2 separate regions of the Sus scrofa genome follow, and region 1 is linked to region 2. A link is a contact called in public HiChIP or PLAC-seq data. All regions are on one chromosome and are shown on one strand. Each heading gives the region's core, a stretch centred on a gene start, on an enhancer-like site or on the middle of the called end of the contact. The rest is flanking DNA. Distances are from core to core; before and after follow the strand shown. Region 1 has its middle 17 kb from the start of GFOD1. Region 2 overlaps GFOD1 (glucose-fructose oxidoreductase domain-containing protein 1).

Evidence for each region. HiChIP or PLAC-seq counts read pairs in DNA pulled down with a chosen protein or histone mark.
Region 1: an H3K27ac HiChIP or PLAC-seq map of alveolar macrophages shows a contact between it and region 2. The contact joins two enhancer-like sites. A contact is called at or near these places in 1 of 5 promoter capture datasets (liver) and 1 of 2 datasets of contacts at active chromatin or transcription factors (alveolar macrophages).

The regions. Positions count from the first base shown.
Region 1 is chr7:9,869,704-9,872,403 of Sscrofa11.1, reverse strand. No RefSeq gene overlaps it. Among named protein-coding and RNA genes, the nearest start is that of GFOD1, 17 kb to the right of the region's middle. Within about 2 kb of position 1,278, at least 3 of the 83 cell types and tissues checked have an H3K27ac peak or open chromatin away from gene starts, as enhancers often do. A contact at or near this core is called in alveolar macrophages, where this site is marked.
Region 2 is chr7:9,774,747-9,777,446 of Sscrofa11.1, reverse strand. All of the region lies in intron 1 of GFOD1 (glucose-fructose oxidoreductase domain-containing protein 1), which reads left to right. Among named protein-coding and RNA genes, the nearest start is that of TBC1D7, 67 kb to the right of the region's middle. Within about 2 kb of position 1,301, at least 6 of the 83 cell types and tissues checked have an H3K27ac peak or open chromatin away from gene starts, as enhancers often do. A contact at or near this core is called in alveolar macrophages, where this site is marked.

The DNA of each region.
Region 1 (2,700 bases), core at 29-2,528, 95 kb before region 2:
TCTGCCACACATCAGTTCAGCAATAACTACCCTTGTATGGGTCTTCTTGGGCAAGGGTGCCAGAAATTCTCTCTGGAAACTCTAGAATCGCTAGAGGTGGAGCTGTCAGATCACAGTGTATCTGCATGTTTAGTTTCACTACGAGCTGCCAAACTGCATCCGCCAGGGGTGTAACAATGTATAATCCCACCAGCAAATGTATGAGAATTCCCATTCACTCACATCCTGATCAAGCCTTGATAGTTTTAGATGCGTTAAGTTTTCTCACTATGATGCATGAGAAATAGAATCTCATGCTGGTTTAATCTGCATGGCTCTGGTTCCTAGTGAGATGGCTTAAAGGTCACCTGGGTTGCCTCTTCCGTGAATTACCTGTTTATTATTTTTACCTATTTTTCTGTTGGGCTGTTTGTCGTTGACTTACATCTTCGATGGGGTTCTCCATGTGTTTTGGATTCTGGAGGTTGCATATATCTTCTCCGTATTTGTCATTTCTCTTTTAACCCTGGTGATAGTATCTTGTCTTTGATGGCATGTGTCTGCCTATCTGTCTGATTAAAGAAACCTCTTTGATAATCATAGATATTGTCCCTTACTATTTTATTTTTCTTTCTTTCTTTTTTTTTTTGTCTCTTTTTGTCTTTTCTAGGGCTGCACCTGCGGCATATGGAGGTTCCCAGGCTAGGGGTCCAATTGGAGCTGTAGCTACCGGCCTACGCCAGAGCCACAGCAATGCAGGATCCGAGCCACATCTGTGACGTACACCACAGCTCATGGCAACACCGGATCCTGAACCCACTGAGCGAGGCCAGAGATTGAAGTGGCAACCTCATGGTTCCTAGTCAGATTCATGAACCACTGAGCCACTACGGGAACTCTCATTATTTTCTAAAAAGATCTAATGTTTTGTGTGAGGAAGGATCCAATTTTATTTCTTGTTGAAAGTGAGAGTTTTTGTCAGTTGCCTGTTGCTACATCACTATTACTCAAAACCCTGATGGGTGAGAACCACAAACATTTACTACCTCACAATTTCTGAGGGTCGGGAATCTGGGGGCAGCTAAGCTGGTGGTTTTGAGGTTGCAGGTGGGGGTGGTGTCACCTGGAGGCTATGCTTCCAGGATGGTTCAGCCCCTTGGCTGTTGTCAGGAGGCCTCAGTTCCTCCCCACAGAGACCTCTCCATGAGGCTGCCCGAGAGTCCTCATGACACTTGACACAGAAGCCAGCTTCCCCCAGAGCAAGGGATCCACTCAAGAGAGAGAGAAAGTGTGAGCAAGCAGGAAGCTGCAGTGCCTTATATGACATAATTGCTAAAGCCACACTCTGTCACTTCTACTCTTTTCTATTCATCAGAAGTGAGCCCGCTTCTATTCACCAAGTCAAGCCCACACACAGTGGGAGGGGAACTACATGCCTCGTCTTACAGGGAGGAGAGTTGCAGAACGTGTGGCAGTGGAAATCCACCGTTAGGGTAAAGACTCATTTGTCCCATCCCTACTAACTTTTAAAAGTCCATGCTTTCCAATCTATAATGACACTTCTGTTATTTATCAGGTTTCCATGTAAGTAGATGTTTGTTTCTACGCTCTCTGTTCTAATCCATTGATTTGTTTATTGGGTCCTACATCAACACTACACTGTTTTTTTTTTTTTTTTTCTTTTTTTTATTTTCCCACTGTACAGCAAGGGGGTCAGGTTATCCTTACATGTATACATTACAATTACATTTTTTCCCCCACCCTTTCTTCTGTTGCAACATGAGTATCTAGACATAGTTCTCAATGCTATTCAGCAGGATCTCCTTGTAAATCTATTCTAAGTTGTGTACACTGTTTTTTGATTTTTGTTTTTGTCTTTGTTTTTTGCTTTTTAGGGCCACACCTGTGGCATAAGGAATTTCCCAAGCTAGGGATCAAATTAGAGCAGCAGCTACCAGCCACAGCTGCCTGCCACAGGCACAGCAAGACCAGGTCCAAACCACGTCTCCAACCTACACCACAGCTCATGGCAATGCTGGATCCTTAACCCACTGAGCACGGCCAGGGATCAAGTCCTCACGGATGCTAATCCGGTTCAAAATCCACTGAGCCACAATGGGAACTCCCAACACTACAGATTTTAACTTTACAAATCTCAATGTGTGATAGGGCATTTGTGATAGTATTAGTAATGCTATTATCACAGTATATAAAATCGGGCCAATGAACTACACTACCTGTATACAGACTCGTGTAGTTCCCAGCTCTTAAATCTAGACTGGCCTTGTGACTTGCTTTTATTTTAGGATGACACAGAGGAAATTCTCTGCCAGTTCCTGGCCTAAACTTTAGGCCCATAAGCTTTGGCTTGTGTTCTTGGCAGCTCCAGCTCCATGTAAGTAGTGTGGCTACCCTGCTGGAGAGTCCCACAGGGAGAGACCCTCAGAGAGAGAGAAGCTTAGCTATCTTAGCAAGCCAGGTGAGTCCAGCCCTGGGCTGAGCCCTGGCTGAATGTAGTTCTCAGAGTGACCAGCTGCAAGGGCAGCAGAACCACCCAGCTGAGCTCATCCCGGGCTGTGGTCACAGTAGATGTTCTAAGCCATCAGCATTGGGAGGTTTGTTATAAGTCAATAGAGAACTAAAATGCTCTTTTCCCACCCCTACTATTCTTTTTCAAAATTACTTTGTATTGAACTTTTAGATTCACTTTGGGAAAAATGT
Region 2 (2,700 bases), core at 52-2,551:
TCTGTGTTTATGTCTATGTTTATGTCTATCCATCAGTCAGTCTATATCTTGTGGTATGGTGTAATTACTAGTGCTTTGCCTATCTTCCCTTTGACCGTTGGCAGGACTGCATCTTATACATCACTTTTTTTTTGGGGGGGGGGTCTTTTGCCATTTCTTGGGCTGCTCCCCCGGCACATGGAGGTTCCCAGGTTAGGGGTCGAGTCGGAGCTGTAGCCGCCAGCCTATACCAGGACAATCCCAGCAACACGGGATTCAAGCTGCGACTGTGACCCACACCACAGCTCATGGCAACACCGGATCCCTCACCCACTGAGCAAGGCCAGGGATCGAACCCGCAACCTCGTGGTTCCTAGTCAGATTTGTTAACCACTGAGCCACGACGGGAACTCCAGGACTGCGTCTTATACACCACTTTTATCTCCAGCATCTAGCGTGGCTCTTGGCAAATTATAGATGTGGCACAGACCCCTGGTGGTCCCTCCCCTTAGTCAGTTCTCCCCTCCTTCTCTAATAACAAAACCATGAACTTTCAGTTGGACCCATGGTTGCCAGGAATAAAAGCAGAGACTTATCACAAGGAATGAGGTCACATATTTATGGAGACTGAGGGGTCCCAAACCTCTAGTCAGTAAGCTGACGACCCCGTGGAGCCAGTCCAAAGGCCTGAGAACCAGGACAGCCAGTGGTGTTAGTTCTTGTCTAAAAGCCGACGAATGGGCTTGAGACTCAAGAAAGCTGAAGTTTCAGTTTTTGTCCAAGGGCAAGAAAAGACTGATGTCCCAGCTCAGACAGTAGGGCGGGAGGAGCTCCCTCTTACTCAGCTTTCGGACTAGGGTCTTCAGTTAATTGAATGGGGCCCACCCACCTTAGGGAGGGCGGTCTGCTTTACTCAGTCTACCAGTTCAAATGGGAACTGCATCCAGGAAACCCTCCCAGGTACCCCAGATTAACGTTTAACCAAATGTCTGGCACCCTGTGGCCCAGTCAGGTTGACATATAAAATAACCATCACGGTGGGGTTCTCTGTTTTAGGGGTATCCTCCTTTCTCTTCTTCAGCAAATAAATCCTAAGCATATAATTTCAGCTACTCTAACCCAGTTCCAAAGTAACAATTTTGATCTCACACAGCAGTGCTGAAAGCAGCCTGAAAGCTTCACACTGTCCGGGATCCTTCCTGTCTTGTTGCACCAGCATCTCTAGGGTGTTGTCCTGGCCTACATGGCCCAAGATGCCCAACGACCCGCCTTCCCCGCACCATTCACATTTGTACAAGAAGTGGGGAGATGGAGAATTGCGCCATGGGAAGTTTATTTACCACTTCTCCTCATATCCTATTGGCTGGAACTAAGTCACATGGCCACACATAGCTGCAAGGGACACTGGGAAATGTAGTTTTTATTCTTGGCAACGTGGGTCCAGCTATAACTTAATGGTTCTGTCACTAGAACCACTAGGGGGAGAGGAAGGATGGCCAGGGGTCTGTGCTATACCTCAGCTTTGCCAAGACCCATGCTTGGTGCTGGAGGTAGAAAGGTGTGTTAAGTTGTCATCCTGCTGACCTGGGAGCTAGATCAGTGTGATATGTCCTGCCACGGAGGTAAACACAGGCAGCCAAGCTAGAGCAGGACTGTCAGTGGCTTCCCTGTGAGCTCTCTACATCATTTTAAAGGACAAGTATTACTAGGCCCAATGGGTTGAAAGTCCATTTCTTTAAACCCCAATTTCAGCTGGACTTATCTTTTCCCCTTCTTTGGCAAATTGAATTCAGAAGTTGAGGTTCAGATCTTGGTACTTTGTGTCAAGTAAGGAGCTCTACCATATTCTTGGAAGCGTGAATTAAAAACAAAGTAGGATTCCTTCCCTTTTCTGTCTCTGCCTCTCTCTACTTTCTGCCTCTCCCCACCCCCTGCATTTGTTTAGTCTGGGATTAAGGCGTTCTCTGGTCCTGGCAGGAACACAGGCATCCTTTCTGATCCATGTTACCCTGTGCATTTTGGGCTCTTGAAGGCTTGGTGCAAGATGCCTTTTAAAGGATTTCAGAGAGTTCCCGTTTTGGCTCAGTGGAAGCGAACCTGACCAGTTCATGAGGATGCAGGTTCTCTCCCTGGGCCCACACAGTGGGTTAAGAATCCGCTTTGCCACGAGCTGCAGTGTAAGTCACAGGTGCAGCTTGGATCCCGCGTTGCTGTGGCAGTGGTGTAGGCTGGCAGCTGCAGCTCTGATTCGACCCCTAGCCTGGGAACTTCCGTATGCCACAGGTGCAGCCCTAAAAAGACAAAAAATAAAGGGTTTCAGGATGGGGGGCCAGGGGGAGGAGTGGTGGGGCAGAGAGCCCTTAGGTAAAGCAGTAAACAAAGAGCAAGCAGGCGTTTCATTTTCCATTAGCCAGAGAGGCATTTTATTTCCACTAGAAATGGGAACAGACGTGGAAGCAATTAGTGTTAGTGGGTTTACAGTGACGTCCCCGAGCCAGCAAAATCCTGGGGCCAGATGTCTGTACTTTTACTCATTCCTTGTTCTGAGAACATTCGTGAGTTCTTTCCACCCCTGCCCGTCCCACCTCCTGCCAAAAAGACCCAAAATATCACAGTTGGGAGAACATAATATTCCTGGAATAGCAGAGGGAGGAGGCCCATTCTTGGGAGATGGAGAAGGCTGTCTCGGGAGTTGGGGAGGGGAGGTCAGGCGTAGCAGGA